Regions from separate parts of the Mus musculus genome. Here region 2 is linked to region 1. The links are chromatin contacts, called in public promoter capture Hi-C maps. All regions are on one chromosome and are shown on one strand. The core of a region is the stretch at or near the end of the contact, and the rest is flanking DNA. Distances in the headings are between cores, read along the strand shown.

Region 1 (4,719 bases), core at 519-3,018:
GGAGACTCATGATGGGGTGTGGGAAGCAGCTTCCAGATAAGAGTACATGAGGCAAGGTTTCTGATAATAGGAGCTCCTTTCAGAGAAAGGACAGAGGCCCTGGGATGGGGGCTGGTAACATAAAAGGAAGGAGCTACCAAAATCCACGCTTGGCAGAAGTATGATTTCAGGTCCCTTTGGCTCTCTGTGCTCCTCGGAGGCTGTGGAGGCAAGAGGCCACAGTCTTGTACAGTTCAGGCCTGTCATTGTCCCATGCTCCCTCCCAGCCAAAGATTTAGTAGTCTATTTCCATTTCCCCTTCTCTATGCAATCCTTACCAAGCTTCCCTAGAAATCGAGTCATAGCCTCATCCTGTTTGGCACTTGTGACAACAGACTGGGGGTTGATTTCATCCAGAACTTGAAGAGAGAAGGAAGGTGCCTGATGAGTCGAAGGATATCTCCACTGTGACTAAGAGGAAAGTGGTGGCTCTCTTCCTGCCACTGTCTGTTCTCCTCAAGAATTTATCATCTTAGCCAGGCATGGTGACACATGCCTTTGACCCCAGCCCTTGGGAGGCAGGGGAATCTCCATGAAATCAAAATCTGCCTGATCTACACAATAGGTTTCAGGATAAACCAGAGCCACATAGTACATAGTGAGACCCTGTCTCAAAAAAAAACCAAAACCAAACTAAAGTTATTTTATGTCTGTAAGGGATGGTCTGCACACTGGGAGCGCAGTGGAGGAGACTTAGTAAAGGCACGGTGGGAAGGAACAAGAGTGTCCTGGAAACTATCACTAAAATCATGGTTTGCCAGGGACAAAATCTGTAGCATTTCACATACAGTAGGTACCTAATAAAGTTGTGTTGAATAAGTAATTCCTAAATCAGGTGACTATAAACTACATGAGGATGTATGAGTGAACACACGTCCCACCCCAGAGGAGAGGAATGCAGGGCTCTGTCGCACCTCTCTGGAGAAGCTTTAGGCTCTCGTGGTCTGGGGCATCTGGCATGAAGTGGATAGTGGAGTCACTAGTGTCATAGTAAGCAATGCCCAGGTATCCCGAGCTCCACAGCACGCACAGATGGATCTGTCCCGCGAGGAAGGAAAGGGGATCGATATCTGAATCCCTCGGAAGGGCATGGATTGGTCATCCCTTATTATTAATCATTTAACCAAATCTCGGAGATAGGCACTCATGGGGAGTTTAGTCAACGTGAAACGGGGTCGGCTCAGCCTCTCCCAGCCCTCCCAACTCCGCGGACACCTCGGCGGGCTCCTCCTCGTCCTCTTCCTCGATACCTCCAGGCCCCGCCATTGGGGGCTGAGGGCTGGGGAAGCTGGCTGAGGGGATTCCGGATCTGGGTCCGGGTCCCGGCGGCGTCCGGCCTGGGGTCGCTCTGAAAGCCATGGGCTCGGCGACTCTGAGGACATGGGAGGGGAAGGAGGTCCAAAAGCAGCATTCAGCAGGCGGCTGGTGCGCGGGCTTTCAGGGGACAGGCGCGGGGGCTGCCCCTTTAGGTTGGGAGCAGCTCCGAGCTACTGTCCCACCCTCATTCCTGTCACTCGAAGCCGTGCTTTGGAAGCTCTGACGGAGCGCGCTGTCACGTCAAGTCTCTCCCGCCACCCACGCCCTTACAGCCGCAGCGCGCTCTCCTGACCCACCCCCACCCCCTCCCCCACCCCCACCCCACTGGAGCCGCCAATTCGCAGCACTTTCCCGCCTTTTCCGTCACCTCAGCCGCGACGATCCACCTCCCTGACCAACCGCCGCAAGCCTGCAGCCTGTAGGCGTGGGCCGCGCGCGCTCGCCCCGCCCCCTTAGTGGCTGAAAGGGTCTGCTTAGCCATCCAACGGGAAGGCGGTGAGGACGCTAGATGTCGATTGGTCCGTTTGCATTGGGGGCGGTGCTAGAGTGTTCAAAATTCCCGCCCTCTGCCGTTGCTAAGCAGCCGTGTCGCAGAGCTTTGATTGATGTTGGGCGGAGCCCGCCCTAAACTAAGGTCCCCGCCTGGAAAAAGGGTCTGGGCCACGGTGGAGAAGGCCAGAGCCCGGAGGCCGACCTTAAAGGGCCAGAGGCAGTCTTCCTCCTTCCTGAAGAGTGGAGAGAAGCAACATTAATTCAACCTGTGCCAACAGCAACAACTCCGTTAATATTTGTACCCACTAAGTTAATATTTATAAAAAACTCAGAACAGTGCCCAGCAAACAAAGTAAGCGCTACATGAGTGTTTTAAATAAATAAGTGGAAGTAAGAACTAACTCCTGTTTCAGACCTACTTTGCCTGTTTCCTGATTGCAGGAGATGATCACCAACCACAGGAGCAACACGGGGCTTGATTATTTTGGAACCCCTGAAGAGGAAGTATAAGTATCTGAAAGACACTAAATTCTGAAAGTAGACCTAATTAGAACACATACAACCATACTACAGTCCTCTCACCCCTAAGGACACAGGGTATCTCTGACTGATGATCCATCTGGATGGGAAAGAAGGAGAAGGAAGGAGTTTCTGAGGGAAAGAAAAAAAACCATACTTTACAAAACAATAAACAAACAAACAAAAACTTCAGTGCTGGCTTAGCAGGTAAAAGTACCTTCAATTTTGTACCCAGATTGTCCTCTGTCCTCCATACCTGTGCTGCTTGTACACACACACTCACACTCACACTCACACACCACATAATTTTTTAAAAACTGTCCTAGCTACACTAAACTAAGATCCTGCCTGAGGTTCAGAAATGGCATGAGGTGACCTGGCTCTGCTGATCAGCGACTGGAAAAATCATCTCCAAAGGGGAGCAGGTCTAAGGGCTGGGTTAATGGTTACTCTTGGCAAATTATTGAGCAATGGAGTTATGGAAACCTGGAAGAGGTTATTGGTGACAGCTCTGGGGAGTGGCAGAGAGGGACACACCTTCCATTCTGGGGTATGAAGAGATTAGGGACTGGTTTACCAAGAAGAGGAAGGGATCAGACCCAGGAAGAGAAGGCAGCAGAAGAAAAGAAGAGCTGGAGAAAGAAGAAGTGGGAGCTCAGAGATAAGATGGCAGTCTACATTTTTTTTTTTTTTAATGCAGTCCTGGCTTCAAATCCAGGAGCACTGCTGGGTGATCCCAGGACAGAGCAGCCTGGAAAATAAAGGCAAGATAACGCATTTGTGTGTGCGTAGCAATTCAGGCAGCCACAGTCAATAGTGATGATCAGAGCAGCTGCGGCCATAAAGACAGCCAAGAGAGGCAGCCAAACCTGTTTGAATCTAAAGTTTCTCCCAGCGATCTAACTGTGAGCAGATTGCCCGCTGGCCACTTGCTGACCAGAGGGAAAAAAGGAGGTGTCTGGGAAATAAGGCTTCATGGAAGCCATCTCTCTTATCAGTGGGAAGAGGCTCTGGTGCAGATCTCAAGGGTCAGCATAGAGGGAACATTCTTAGGACTCAGCTGGGGCTCACGCATGAGTCAGTCTACAACTGTCTGCAACGCTGTAGTTCAAAAGCCCAAACACCAAGTATATTCTGCCTTCCTGGGGAGGAGAGAGATAAGCCAGCCCCCCCCCCCGCCCCCCGCGCCCCAGGGAGGAGAAAGCTCTCAGAAGAGGAAGCACAAGAGGAAACCACTAACTAACTGCTGTTCCAGCAAACATGCATCAATTCACCTCAGCCCTCCCTGCCTCTTTCAGTTTCCAGCCCAGTCTTTCCTCTCTGTCTTTCCAAGTCCAGAATATTTTCTTCAAATATGTCTGTATATGTGTGTGTGTGTGTGTGTTAGACTGAGAAGAAAAGAAAGCTAGTCGATAGTAGAGAAATTTAGAGTGTGGAGGTTAGATATTGGCAGACATATTTTAGGTTTTTTTGTTTTTTGTTTTGTTTTTGTTTTTTGTTTTTTCGAGACAGGGTTTCTCTGTATAGCCCTGGCTGTCCTGGAACTTACTTTGTAGACCAGGCTGGCCTCGAACTCAGAAATCTGCCTGCCTCTGCCTCCTGAGTGCTGGGATTAAAGGTGTGCACCACTATGCCTGGTTTTGTTTTTGTTTTTAAAAAAGGTAGAAGTAGTAGGCAGGGCAGTGGTGGCGCATGCCTGTAATCCCAGCACCTGGGAGGCAGAGGTAGTCGGATTTCTGAATTTGAGGCCAGCCTGGTCTACAGAGTGAGTTCCAGGACAGCCTCAACCACACAGAGAAACCCTGTCACTAAAAACCAAAATACACAAACACACACACACACACACACACACACACACACACACACGAGTAGTAGAGCTCTCTTCAGTAGCACTCACACTAAAATTGGAAAGATACAGAGATTAGCATGGCCCCTGCGGAAGGATGTCACGCAAATTTGTAAGGCATTCCATATTTTTATTTGCCTGTGCTTTATCTAAAATCATTTGTATAGGTGGGTAATTAAAAGATACTGAAGTGAAAAAAAATAGGTAGTAAAGTTCTATCTTTATACTAAAGTTAGACCCTCCAGAATCAGGCCTCCCAGGGAAAGTGACACCCCCCCCCCCGTCTTATTTACTTAGATGTCCCCCAAGACTCTGCTCACACTGACCTGTCTGACCTTTCCTTTTTTTCTTCCCGTGATAGAACCAGTCGCTACCCCACCCACCCCAGGATGAGCCCAGTGCTATCCTAGAACCAGGATAAGTCTCCAAGGCAACATTCACCATTGAGAGGAGGGTAAGGGGCCCGGGTTGGGGAAAGTCTAAGCTTGGCCAGGCTTCCAGAGGAC
Region 2 (4,736 bases), core at 969-3,468, 150 kb after region 1:
TTGAACTCTGGACCTTCGGAAGAGCAGTCGGGTGCTCTTACCCACTGAGCCATCTCACCAGCCCCGAGGGACTCTATTAAAGCGTTGCAGCATCAGGAAGTTTGAGAACCACTGACCTAGATCTATAAGCAACACTTTGCTGAGTCACATGCCTCCCTCTCCTTTGTTTGTTCAGTTTTGTTTAAGATTTATTTATTATTATATCTAAGTACACTGAAGCTGTCTTCAGACACACTAGAAGAGGGTGTCAGATCTCATTACAAATGGTTGTGAGCCACCATGTGGTTGCTGGGATTTGAACTCAGGACCTTCAGAAGAGCAGTCAGTGCTCTTAACAGCTGAGCCATCTCTCCAGCCCCTTTGTTTGTTTGTTTGGGTTTTTGTTTTTGTTTTTTTTTTGAGACAGGGTTTCTCTGTATAGCCCTAGCTGTCCTGGAACTCACTCTAGACCAGGCTGGCCTTGAACTCAGAAATCCACCTGCCTCTGCCTCCCAAGTGCTGGGATTAAAGGCGTGCGCCACCACTGCCCTTTGTTTGTTTTCAAGACCAGGTTTTTTCTCCCTGTGTAGCCCTGGCTGTCCTGGAATGTGCTCTGTAGACCAAGCTGGCCTTGAACTCTGATCAGTCTGCCTTTGCCTCCTAAGTGAATGCATGTTGGTTCCTTCTTTCCTTCTTGAGACAGGTTCTTATGCATCCCAACCTGGCCTCACGCTTGCCAACTAGTGAAGGATGACCATGGGTTTCTGACGGTTCTGCTGGGATTACAGGCCCGCAGCACCAAGCCTGCTTGATTTCGTGCTGGGGACAAAGCCAGGGCCCTGGGCATGCAAGGCCAGTGCTCTCCCATGAACCACAGCCCTGAGCTACTTCTCATATCTTTCCAGGTTGTGACTATTACCTCATGTTACCGCTGAATTGTTCAAGTTAGTCTTTGTTTCCTCTTTTTTTTTCCTTGCCTCAGGAAGACAAAATTTACATCTAGTAAAATGTATGAAGCTGGAATTAGTTCTGTTTTGCCTGTTACAGAATCAAACCTACTAGCCAAGTGCCCTGTCAGGAAACTCTACTGCTATCCCAACACTGCCTTTTCGTCTCTCTGGGCCTCAGCATCTTCTTAGGGCTTTCCCATGGAGACGAAGTGGCTAGTGTAATAAAGACTGTAGTTCAGTGGCTAGCACATTCTTGGTGCCTTTGGTCAGTCAGCTGTATTCTACTAATATTGGTGTTGGTAATATTTTCCAAACGAGTTGTCTGGTCTGGGACATAGAGACTGCAAGGTCACCAGGAAGGGGACATGGCCTGAAACCTCTGTCCACCTTCCTCCGACCTGCTCTTCCCTAAACTCCAATCAGCTGCCCCTCGGGTGCCATTAATTCGGTTCCTGATGTTCATTGAAGTCAACAAATTTCTCATTCATTCATTCATTCATTCATACATTCATTTGCCCTGTCCCTCATTTATAAGTAGTTGATGCTTCCCAATGGAGGAGGCTCATTCTAGACAGACTCCCTTAAGGTGGAGTGTGCCTCTGTATTGCTTTATCAGGACAGAGAGAGAGAGAGAGAGAGAGAGAGAGAGAGGCTGAGCCCCCTTCATAAAGCCATAACCACTGCGGACCCACTTAATTCTGCCTTTCCCATCTGGTTTTAGAGACTGAAACAGGAAGAAGTCAGCCAGTGTGGGGAGAGGGTCGTATCAGGGACGCAGACACACAGCCGACCCTTGTTGGCCTCCCACTCCATCTCCTCACCCCCCCTCCCGTGTGTGTGTGTGTGTGTGTGTGTGTGTGTGTGTGCGCGCGCGCGTGCGTGCGTGCATGCATGTGTGCAGGTGCGTGTGTCTTTGCAGCCCTCCCTTCAGCACTGTAAGGTCCAGAAGCATGAAGAACACACGAGATACTTGGAGTCCTACCTGGCCATGACAACCTTGTTTGTTGCCTGGCCTTCTGCAAGCTCCCTTCCTTCCCTGGGCTTCATCTTCCCTCCCTGCCAAGCCCCTCTTCATCTTTACCTTGAAAACCTCTCTCTACCCCATCTCCTTCCCCAGTTCAGAGAACCCAGGCATCCAGCCACCCAACCCCGGCCCCAGCGCTGGGTAAACAGGAAGCTGGGTGAGGGGAGGAAGGGTGTTCGGAAAGTCCCCGGGCAGGGGGCAGGTGTGTGGGTCTGCGGGGGTGGGGGGGTCTACCCCTGAGGTATGAAAGCCCCTGCCCCGGTCCTAGTTCTGAGTCTGGATGGGGACACGGGGACTGCAGGGCCTGGGTGGGAGACCCCAGGGGAGGGGCTGCCTCTTGCTGGCTGTGGCAGGAGCTACTTCCCTGGTGACCCTGTTGTTGGCAGTGCCTATCACTGTCCTGGCTGTGCTGGCCTTGGTGCCGCAGGATCAGGGACGTCGGGTGAGTGGCTGCAACGGGCTCCAGAGGGCTGCCTCTTGTGACTGTTTATTTACTTATGGCTGTGCTTCTGCCCACCGCGCTCAGCTGGCCGCTCTCCCCAGAGGGAATGTCTGGTCTGTCTTTGCCTCTCCAGGCAATCCTAGCCTGAATTTTCAAGCCCCTTCCTGGTTGGCTTCTTTTCCAGATAACACTGCACTTGCGTCTCTCTGCCTGCATACATCGTCTTTGTTTGTTCTTCTAGCAAGATGCAGTCTAGGGAGGACACAGCAGGCCCAGGCCTTGGGGCTGGGCTCTACGGTGGGAGGGGTGGAGTTGCCATTAGCCAAATCTGACCTCTGGGCACTCTAACCCTACCTACCCATCCAGGTTGAGAAGATCATTGGCTCAGGAGCACAGGCTCAGAAAAGACTGGATGACAGCAAACCGTCGTGCATCTTGCCCTCACCCTCTAGCCTCTCAGAGACTCCTGACCCCCGTCTGCATCCTCAGAGATCCAATGCTTCCAGGAATCTAGCCTCCACATCCCAGGGCCCTGTTGCGCAGTCCTCTCGGGAGGCATCTGCATGGATGACCATCCTGTCTCCAGCTGCGGATTCTACACCAGATCCAGGGGTTCAACAGCTGCCAAAGGGGGAACCAGAAACTGACCTCAACCCTGAGCTCCCTGCTGCCCACCTCATAGGTAAGCATCTGGTAGACCGAAGAGTGCTGGCTATGTACCCCCACAGTAAGCGAGAGTCCTTTGGCTCTGCTATGACACTACTGGTACTTTCCCAACTCCTCCACCACCAACTTCTCCCTCGGTATGACTGACTGCTCAGGAAACAGGTAAAAACCGGCAGGGATCTCGCCACTTTAGTCCCTTCGGGTGATAGATAGCACCGTTATTCCTGCCCCTCCCCGCTAAGTACCACAGAAGGAGGAAGACCCCGCTCCTCCGCTCCAGGTCCCTGCTCATCCTGCCCGGGTCTCCGACCTAGAGATCACGGCCCGAGCGCTCACGCGTGTCCCTTTCTGCAGGCGCTTGGATGAGTGGGCAAGGGCTCAGCTGGGAGGCGAGCCAAGAAGAAGCGTTTCTGAGGAGCGGCGCGCAGTTCTCCCCCACCCACGGGCTGGCGCTGCCACAGGACGGCGTCTATTACCTCTACTGCCACGTCGGGTACAGGGGCAGGACGCCCCCTGCCGGCCGAAGCCGTGCTCGCTCGCTCACGCTGCGCAGCGCCCTGTACCGCGCGGGGGGCGCCTACGGGCGAGGTTCCCCCGAGTTGCTGCTGGAGGGCGCGGAGACAGTCACACCTGTTGTGGACCCCATCGGGTACGGGTCGTTATGGTACACGAGCGTGGGGTTCGGCGGCCTGGCGCAGCTCCGGAGCGGCGAGAGGGTCTACGTTAACATCAGTCACCCCGACATGGTGGACTACAGGAGAGGGAAGACCTTCTTCGGGGCGGTGATGGTGGGGTGACAGCCATCTGTATTCATTCCTGGAGGATCGACTGACGGTGCGAATGTGTGAATCGTGATGTCCGGGACCCCGACAGTCCCGAGCGGCCGGGGGCGTGGCGGGGGGGGGGGAGAACGGAATGTAGGACACGAATTTTGAAAATAAAGAATGTAAACTATGCCGGCCCTTGCCAGTGTCTTCACGGAAATGCAGACGTGGTTTTTGATTCTGGGACACGTGCAGGTGTGGCTGACCCAGCTTTGAACTGTGGACACCTGTTGCACCCACGTCCTGGCTCTAAGGCCAGGGCTCCAAGAGGGCGGAAGAAGGGACAATTAAACCCTGAGACTTCTGCCAGCACCCTGATTGCCAGGATGCTGAAAGGTTAGGGAGGTTGGTTGAGGTTTGTTAGCAGCTGCGGGTCGGTCAAAGAAGAAACGAAAGGAAAGATATTAGACTCACGGATTTTCCTAATCCTTATTTCTATCCTATCTAGTGTTAGGGGGTGAAACCAGGGCGAGAAAGGGTGGGAGAAAGAATCCACAAAGTAGCAAAGACCTGGTCCCCACAAGACCCCCTCACATACACCCTTGCTCCTGGCTTCTGCCTCTGTGAGGAGGAGCCAACAGGAGAAGGTAGGCAGGATTCGTTCCCAGAGAGAAAAACTACAAAGACTGTGGAACAAAGCTCCGTGGGTTGGGCCCATCAGTTCAGTTGGGCCTGATAGGTTATATGTATGTAGTATGTATGTAATGTATGTATGGATGGATGTATGCTCTATCTATCTATCTATCTATCTATCTATCTATCTATCTATCTATCTATCTATCTATCTATCTATCTATCTATAGTCCGGGTCTCATATATAGTCCTGGGTCACCTGGAACTCTCCAGGGCTG

Evidence for each region. Capture Hi-C pulls out chosen DNA fragments and counts their contacts.
Region 2: a promoter capture Hi-C map of liver shows a contact between it and region 1. The contact joins the promoter of Ltb here to the promoter of Msh5 in region 1. A contact is called at or near these places in 6 of 39 promoter capture datasets (the C10 cell line, the HPC-7 cell line, cranial neural crest and 3 more), 1 of 484 Hi-C or Micro-C datasets (B cells), 6 of 115 datasets of contacts at active chromatin or transcription factors (the 230-238 cell line, CD8 T cells, the HPC-7 cell line and 2 more) and 3 of 9 other capture datasets (adipose tissue, liver and pancreatic islet).

What each region holds. Positions count from the first base shown.
Region 1 is chr17:35,044,977-35,049,695 of GRCm38.p6, forward strand. It overlaps Msh5 (mutS homolog 5), which reads right to left and starts at 1,769. Exons shown (of 25, transcript NM_001146215.2): 1 at 1,724-1,769; 2 at 1,255-1,411; 3 at 954-1,077; 4 at 318-398; 5 at 138-200. The coding sequence starts at 1,398. Gm23421 (a small nuclear RNA gene) reads left to right here and starts at 4,242; the gene lies at 4,242-4,345.
Region 2 is chr17:35,192,289-35,197,024 of GRCm38.p6, forward strand. It overlaps Ltb (lymphotoxin B), which reads left to right and starts at 2,219. Exons shown (of 3, transcript NM_008518.2): 1 at 2,219-2,395; 2 at 2,762-3,077; 3 at 3,416-4,017. The coding sequence starts at 2,234. The coding sequence ends at 3,858. Mir6973a (microRNA 6973a) reads left to right here and starts at 2,684; the gene lies at 2,684-2,761.